Regions from separate parts of the Mus musculus genome. Here all the other regions are linked to region 3. The links are chromatin contacts, called in public HiChIP or PLAC-seq maps. All regions are on one chromosome and are shown on one strand. Each heading gives the region's core, a stretch centred on a gene start, on an enhancer-like site or on the middle of the called end of the contact. The rest is flanking DNA. Distances are from core to core; before and after follow the strand shown.

Evidence for each region. HiChIP or PLAC-seq counts read pairs in DNA pulled down with a chosen protein or histone mark.
Region 1: a CTCF HiChIP or PLAC-seq map of the NIH/3T3 cell line shows a contact between it and region 3, with 11 read pairs. The contact joins two enhancer-like sites. A contact is called at or near these places in 1 of 15 datasets of contacts at CTCF or cohesin (the NIH/3T3 cell line) and 1 of 115 datasets of contacts at active chromatin or transcription factors (fibro-adipogenic progenitors).
Region 2: a contact with region 3 is called in a CTCF HiChIP or PLAC-seq map of the NIH/3T3 cell line, with 9 read pairs. The contact joins two enhancer-like sites. A contact is called at or near these places in 1 of 15 datasets of contacts at CTCF or cohesin (the NIH/3T3 cell line), 2 of 484 Hi-C or Micro-C datasets (granulosa cells and nephron progenitors) and 1 of 115 datasets of contacts at active chromatin or transcription factors (embryonic stem cells).

What each region holds. Positions count from the first base shown.
Region 1 is chr17:63,659,586-63,662,285 of GRCm38.p6, reverse strand. No RefSeq gene overlaps it. Among named protein-coding and RNA genes, the nearest start is that of Fbxl17, 160 kb to the right of the region's middle. Within about 2 kb of position 1,300, at least 75 of the 459 cell types and tissues checked have an H3K27ac peak or open chromatin away from gene starts, as enhancers often do. A contact at or near this core is called in the NIH/3T3 cell line and fibro-adipogenic progenitors, where this site is marked.
Region 2 is chr17:63,677,017-63,679,720 of GRCm38.p6, reverse strand. No RefSeq gene overlaps it. Among named protein-coding and RNA genes, the nearest start is that of Fbxl17, 180 kb to the right of the region's middle. Within about 2 kb of position 1,285, at least 51 of the 459 cell types and tissues checked have an H3K27ac peak or open chromatin away from gene starts, as enhancers often do. A contact at or near this core is called in the NIH/3T3 cell line and granulosa cells, where this site is marked.
Region 3 is chr17:63,848,458-63,851,157 of GRCm38.p6, reverse strand. No RefSeq gene overlaps it. Among named protein-coding and RNA genes, the nearest start is that of Fer, 14 kb to the left of the region's middle. Within about 2 kb of position 1,402, at least 303 of the 459 cell types and tissues checked have an H3K27ac peak or open chromatin away from gene starts, as enhancers often do. A contact at or near this core is called in the NIH/3T3 cell line, fibro-adipogenic progenitors and granulosa cells, where this site is marked.

The DNA of each region.
Region 1 (2,700 bases), core at 51-2,550, 190 kb after region 3:
GTTTTAAAATAGAGAATGACAGCATATGCTTAATTGTTTCAAAAAAGAGAAACAGCTAGGATGTTTTCCCCTCATTAGAACACAGACAGGAAAGGCAGCTTGCTTGCAGGGAAGCAGCAAGATGCTGAAGAAATGAAGGGGTGGGGCTGCGGAATCAGCCCTGAATTGGTTAGGTCAGGCTTAGGAAGAAGGGATAATTCGGAATTGGTTAACTAGTACAGACATGAGGAGGTCTGATTGTAGTAAAGTAGTGTTTTACTGTACTGGTACACGCAACTAGAACCCTGCGTGTTGGCTAGTTTTATATCAACCTGACATAACTAAAATTATCCAAAAGGAGAGAACCTCAGTTGAGAAATTCCCTCCATAAAGCCAGGCTGTGGACAAGCCTGGAGAAATTCTTCTTAACTAAGGAGTCATGTGGGAGGGACCAGCCCTCTGGGGGTGGGGCCACTTCCGGACTGGTCATCCTGGGTGCTGTTAGAAAGCAGACGGAGCCGGCCATGAGGAGTAAGCCAGTGGAGGATGGAGTGAGCAGCAGACTGCCTGTGAGTTGAATGGGCCTCAGTATGTGTTTCCCAAGCCCCTTCCCTGAAAGGTCATCTTGGCCACAGCTCTGTGGGTTAACATCTGCATACAGCTGCCATCTCCTGCCCACATACATCTAGTCATTGGGCGATCCTAGTATCTCATTAACACTATTAACAGAATTAACATTAATACTAAGTCCTCTAGTTATTCTACTTGATAATTCTATTTCTCTAATTAGGGTTTAAACGTATTATTTTTCATCACACTTTGCGTGTGTAGGGGGCAAGGCAAGAGTGTGCGCATATGACTGCAGTACCAAGGGCGGCCAGATGAGGATGTCATATACCCTGGAGAAGGAGTTACTGGTACTTGTGAGCTGCCCAACGTGGGTACTACGAACTAAACTCGGGTCCTCTGGAAGAACAGTTTGTTCTCTTAACAACTGAACCCTTTCTCCAGCAGCCCCGCCAAGTTCTTGATGTAATTCTGGCTGATACAACTGTAAGGGTATTTTTGGTGTAAGCTGAGGCTAAGAAAAGAAGGAAGGAATTATGCTGATGTAGTCAGCTATACTTTTCAAAAACATTTACTTAGGCTGCAAAAGGAAAGAGAAATGGTAACGGATGCGGAATGGATGTGGGTGGGTGGATCAGTTACAAAACTTGGTCAGTCGCCCAGAAAAGACTAATAGTATTTGTCATGAACTAGACGAGGACATTAGGAAGATTGCTCCCAGATTTCCAGCTTGTATAACAGGAAGAGGCAACATCTGCAACATGTAGAACACTGGAGAGAACTGGGGCTTCCAAGTGTAGGCGAACGAATAGTGAGTAGTCCAACTAGCTTGGCTCCAAGGACGTTTGATATGAAAAGTCCCTGGGAAAAGCAAGACCATGGGATGTAGTCAGCTGGACTTATGAGTCTTGGAAGAAAGGTTTGGAAGATGTAAGTTCCTGAGACATGGTCAACAACAGTGCCTCAGAGGGAGGTGTAGGAATGGTACTTGAGCAATCCCATTGTTTTGTTACTAGACAGAGGAGAGGTACAAAAAGAAGTGTCAAAACTAAAAGGTCAGTGGGCTGGGTAGTGGTGGCACACAGCACTTGGGAGGCAGAGGCAGGCGGATTTCTGAGTTTGAGGACAGCCTGGTCTACAGAGTGAGTTCCAGGACAGCCAGGGCTACACAGAGAAACCCTGTCTCAGAAAACCAAAAAAAAAAAGAAAAGAAGAAGAAAGAAAAGGCAGAGAAAACACATAGAACCCAGCTATTAACACAGTGCATTGTCTCGTGTAAATATCTGACAGATGAGGAGTATATTTCCAACATGCACACTTCCTTCTCCTACTGATGACAAATCATGTTTTCTCTGCGATTTTCAGAACCCACAGACATGGCTAGATGGTGTTGGGTTTTGAGAGCCTTGGTTTGTATCCTGACATCACCTTCAACCTGTTATGTGGCCTTGGCAAGTTGCCTAACCCCTCTTACTGGTAGAATGGGAACAGAATGTTTACTCTACATTTGTGAAAGTTAGACACAATGATGTAAAGTATGCAGCAGAATATGTAGCTGGGCAGAATACTATGGAAATATTAGGGAATAGCACTGAGAGCAACACAAAACAGAACACAAGTGTGTGAGGGTCTAACGAAGAAAGAGGACACACCTTATTTTGCAGAAATAAGCAAGTAAGGGAAGATCAGACTTCTGTTTCAACCACTGTTCAGTTGCCGTGAAGAGATGCCATGACCACAGCAACCATCGTAAGAGAAAACATTTAATCAGGACATGCTTATAGTTTCAGAGGTTCAGTCCATGGTGGCATGCAGGCTGACATGGCACTGAATAAGGAGCTGAGAGTTTTACTTCCAGATATGCAGGTAGCAGGAAGAGAATGACACTGGGCCTGAACTTGTGCTTTTGAAACCCCAAAACTCACCCCCCAGTGACACACCTCCTCCAACAAGGACACACCTCCCAATCCTTCTCAAGGAGTCTCTCTCCTAGATGACTAAGCATTCAAGAATATGAGCCTATTGGGGGCCATTTTTAGTCAAACCACCACAATCAGGGTGGGGACAACCAAGGACCCTCCATCCCAGGATCCTTGCCAGCTTTCCACCCACCCTGAAGCTTCTTCCAAAATATTGAGGTACACAGAAGGAGAA
Region 2 (2,704 bases), core at 36-2,535, 170 kb after region 3:
TAGGTTCTCTGTACCTATAGCCTCAGTTGGCAAGAAAAGCACTAGTCTGGGGAGTGGAGGGATTGGTTCTTTTTAAATATTTTTAAATCCTTCAAAGTTAGCATACTTACCTGGGGACTATACATGAAGGTTTGATGGAAACTCCAATTTCATACTAGTCCCTTCTGGTGAACAGCTTCAGGAATCAATCCCTGGATTTTCAAGTAGAAATATATCTATTCCCCAAGTTCAGTCTACTTCATAGATGGTACTAGAGTTATCTTTTCAGAAGGGGACTGTTAAGGTAACCTTGAACAGTTCCATTAGGGAGAGCTCATTTCTCCTGCTCAAAAATCTGCCCTTATCTTCAGGTGGACGCCTAACATTCAACCTTCTCAAAGTACAAGGGTTAATCCAGCTGGGCCTGTCCGTCATCTGTGCAGGGCCCACTCTCCCAAGTCCCACAGCCAGTGATGGGGCAGCGCTGGATAGACGTCCTCTCTAGTGACCCCGGGGCCAGCCCTCCCAGTTACTACAGGTCACGGTGAGGGGGAGGGGAAAGAGCATCACAACGCACCCATGCCATCTCACCGCAGACAAGTGCCCTCACCCTTGGGGCTGGTTCACCTGCAATCCCTCCACCAGGGCCAGCTCTACTGTGCTGACTGGCGAGGCTCAGGGCCCATTCTCCCGAGAGCCGCCAGCAATGAGAGATGGAGCCAGCTCTCCAGAACAAAACATCCAGTGAGGGACGAGGCCATTCTCTCTGGCACCCCTGGCACCTCTTGAAACTTTCCCAGGTTCTCAATGCACATAGTGGTCAAGGCTCTAGACCCAACACAGGGAACAACAGCACATAGGGATCTTCTCTCTATGCTGTATGGTCTCCATAGATGGCCTGCCTGCCGAAATCTGCTTTGAACAGATCTTCTTCAGTTTCACTAATCTCTTCACTGTGAGAGTGAAGGGAGTTGGTTAGCGGCAAGGGGTAGGATTTTCCCCTTTATCACTATATACTTTAGCCCCTACTCTTGCCAGAAAGGTAGTGGTAAGTCCCCAAGCTTAGACCCTTGTTACTAAATTTCAAAGTCTGGGCCTTTAAGTAGACAGAGCAGGACCTAACATCTTTTGTGGTAACAGCAAGAGAGTCTCTCAAATCCCACAAAGATGTAGTCATCTTTCCTAGTATAACAAACATCTGATCTTTGTGAGTTTCATAACCAATTGCAGATGCAGCTGGGGGTTTTCCACTACATTCTTCGAGATTCTCCCTGTCAACTTTTTAGCAAGTGATGTCATCACTAAGGGCCTCCAGGGAGCAGAGGGATTGCATGTGTCTTGAGTCTGTGTCCAGATTACAATGGTGTATATAAATCACATTACAGTATTTGAAAATATGTGACTCGTTATTTTCTTTGGACCACTGAAGTGCAGCATTTAAAAAGTCCAAATTAAAATTTTTGGTTTATTTCCCAGACTAGAGCTCATTGTATCCAGAGATTTATGAGTTCCTTCAGAGAGATAAGACCCAACTTCATTCCACTCATAAGAAGAAAAATAACCACTGTAGATACCCCGTGGCTTCTATCTCCTGTAGCAAGCTTCCTGTCTCCAAATTCCTAAGGATTGAGAGGACAAATAAACAGAGGATCTTGGGTGGACAGGGGAGAATATCACAGCAGGATGGGGAACATGCTTCACCAGACAACTGAAAAATAAAAATAAAAAAGAGGGAATAGAAACAAAATCTCCCAGATAGTGTTTGATGTTTTCATACGTAATACAAATATGAAGAACATGTTAGTGGCATGTATCATGAATCAGTTTAAGGCATTATTGTCACAGGCACTTGACTGCAGTAAGAACTACAATGTACATTTATAATGAGTAAATGTCATCTTTTGTGCTGTCCACCAAGTCCTCTTAAGAGATCCCTGTGAGAAGGGGAGGGACCCCAAATGGCATGATCAAGGTGGGACATAAAATCACAGCAGGACAAGTCACCAGTGTTTAAGAGGGGTTAGCGTGCTTGGCCTTGATCTGAACAAAATAAAGTGAATGAAACTTCCCAGGAAATATTTCTGGAGTACACTGAGGCCAACTGTTTGGTTGGACAATACTCTAGTCAAGTGTTGCGCTAGAACACATGAGACGGGTACACAGATCTGAGTCTAGTGAGACAATCTAGGCAGTGCTTGGAGCAGGATTTAAGTATCAGAAGCAAAGCATTGATTACTCTCCATTGTTGAATTTTCAAGGTGTCAATCAACTCCTAACAATGGTAATGGTTTTTTTTTTAATTTAACATTAAGTTTATTTATTTATTTGTTTATTTATTTGTTTGTTTATTATTTGTGTGCATGTGTTGGATGCGGGCGAGTGTGTGGGAGTTCAGAGGACAGTTTATGGCAGTCCACTTTTCTCCTTCCATAGCGTGGATCCTGGGAATTGAACTCTGGCCAGCTGCCTTGGCAGTGAGTGCTTTTACCCACGGAGCCACCTTGCAGGCCCCAAAGTAGCTTTTATTCTGGTGCCTGCGCTCCACTTCCACTCCACAGCAAAGCAGAGTAGGATCTGAAGAGTTGTAACAGTCTACCCAGAAGACGATTCTCTAGACGCTTCTTTGACCAGCTTTTGAAGCTGTGATTTGGGGCAACCATGATGAAAGCAAGCTGGAGCGGCCCTCAGAGACTGTAAATCAGGGGCAACCATCCCTGCAGTAGGG
Region 3 (2,700 bases), core at 153-2,652:
CTTCAAAAACTCATGACGCTATAAGGGATTGTGGCCTTGTTGAAAGAAGTGAGTCACTGGGGCTGGGTTTTGAGGTTTCAAATGCTCAAGCCAGGCCCAGTGTCTCTCTGGATCGCCGCTGCCTGTGGATTTCGGATGTAGAACTCTTGGCTCCTTTTCCAGATCCCTTGCTACCTGTGTGCCACCGTGCTTCCTACTACCACGATAATGAACTCAACCTCTGAACTGTAAGCCAGCTCCAGTTAAATGTTTTCCTTCTTAAGAGTTGAGTTGCTGTGGTCATGGTGTCTCTTCACAGCAATAGAAATCCTAACTAAGACAGTGTTCTGAAGAAATAATCATGTCTTTCAGTCTATCTGACTGATCAAGTGATAGACCATCCCTATGCATAGAAGAGGCTTTTCCCTAGGAATCTCATATTGGAAGAAGGGAAAGGCACCAGCCAGAAGGGAAACCTGATTTTACACAGTTCCATTAACTTGTCCTACCACCTTACAGGATAGGCCTGAAGCTCAAGCACTGACAGCTCAATTGTGTGGGAAGTCACGCTGTGACCTGGTAAGCTAGGTGGACCAAAAGTGGACTTGGTAAACTCTCTGGATCTCTTTCCCTCTTCCCAATGTGGCCATGTTGAATACATCTTTTTTTTTTTTTTTTTTCCCTGCCTTCCACTTTTATTTTGGCTCTTTTAATTAGCTTATTGAGGACGAGTGGCTGGACCATACTTGAGGCTCTGGTGGTGACGCTACAGGTTCAATAGCACTGTCTTTAAAGTTTGTAATGCTGACCCCACCCCCAGTCTTTTCCGTAGCCATGCAATTATAAAGCTCTGAATTAACGGAGGAGGCCATTGGGCAGGCAGTAGAGCTAATGTTTACCTCCTCGAAAGCCTGTTGGGTTTCTATAGAGGTAAAACGGAAGCCCCAATCCCACACCCTACCCACGACTTAGGAAACTGTGGTTAGGTGCAGCTTTCACATCTCTCTCTATATGAAGGCGGCTACAGCGAGAGTCTGAGCCCGAAATCAAGGCATACAAGAAATCAGTTGAAAATAATAAGAGGGGTGTGTGTGTGTGTGTGTGTGTGTGTGTGTGTGTGTGTGTGTGTGTGTTTTGTTTTTCCCATGCAGCAAAAGGTAGAATTTTAGGGACACAACTGATCAAGTTCTCTGAGATTTTATTTTATTTTTTAGAAGTCAACACTTAGCAGGGGTAGCCAGTACAGGAACAAGATCTCAAGACAGGGTGTTCTGCTGCACCACACCAGATCCCAGGACCAAGACTGTCTAAGGCATCGCACAGACCCAGGCCAGACCCCGCCCAAAGAGGCCGGCCCAGCCCTAAGCAGCGAGAGCAGAAACCCTTTAGCGTCCTAGAGCGGCCATAGCGTGGTGCGGAAATGGGCGGAGCATCTCCGTGGCCTGGTCCAAGCATGCTCAGTGCCCTGACTCGGCTGGTGGGTCGGGAGTCTCCACACCCGGACCGGGATTCTAACGCGTGGACACAGTGCTGTCCACGCCCGCACAGTGCTAGCCGCACCCCGGCCCGGAGTGTCCTTTTCCCCTGCAGAAACCAGATTCATTCTGCACCGAGCTGAGCCCGCGGCAATGGGAAAGGGACAGGGCTGGCTCCCTGACCCAGAACTGCGTCTGGAGGGGCCGTCAGACATTTGCCTTAATTTTCCAGTCTGCAGTATCAGTGATGAGTATTTCCCAAAGTATTGCCAGAATTGAGAAAATGAATGAGAATACCAGGAACTTGGTTTTGAGCCTGACATTGTTAAACTGGAATTTATCGATAATACTTGCAGGCTCAGGAGATAAACACTCACCCCTGCATCATCCAACTCCGGAGGCGGTCACTGACTTCCTCAGTGGAGGATGAAATGCTGGTTGGAGTTCGAAAGAGCAAATGGACTCTAAACAACTACAAAAGCAGTATTTTTAATCACAAGGTCAAGTGCTTAAAACAGGGAGACCCTTAAAGAAAGAGGATAGAGAGTAGAAAGTGAAAAAATAAAATAAAATAAAAGCTTCCCCAAAATATAATTTCAGCTGTGATACGACGAAACCAATGAGAAATAACAAGTATGAGAACTCAAGCGGGAAGGTGTATTAGTAAATACAGTGAGACTCCAGTCTGTGGACAGTGGCAACCAATCCTCCTTCGCTGTGTTAAGCAATATGTAGGAGAGTCCCTAACGTGATCAAAACGGATATCTGAAACCCTATAGTAAAGTACCATTGTCTGCCGTCTCTCATTGCTTCCAACGTAAAGTGCACGTGGCTAATTTGTGTGGAATGATCCCTAGGAGACCAAGGTTCCTTACGAATTCTGCCTCCCCACCTGATGCAGCCTTCTCTGCGTTCATTGCGCCATCTCCTTTGGGACGCCTATATTATTCATGTCAATCGACAAGCAGCTGAAAAACATTGCACATTATGAAGCAACTTTGGTTTTTATTTAGCACATGGATTCGTGATATCCTAATTATCTTCATAATTGTAGAATGTGTTTATTCTTTAACCACTCCCTGTAAGCACAACTGAGTAATACTGTTATTATAAACATTTGCAATTTAAGTAAAGATAGGATTGTGAGTTACAAGAATCTTTGCCCTTTGCTTTCATTTGAGACTTTTTCCCTGTTCCTATGTTCTCATCTCTACCTGCCCAGAAGGCATTGGAGAACCATCGGATG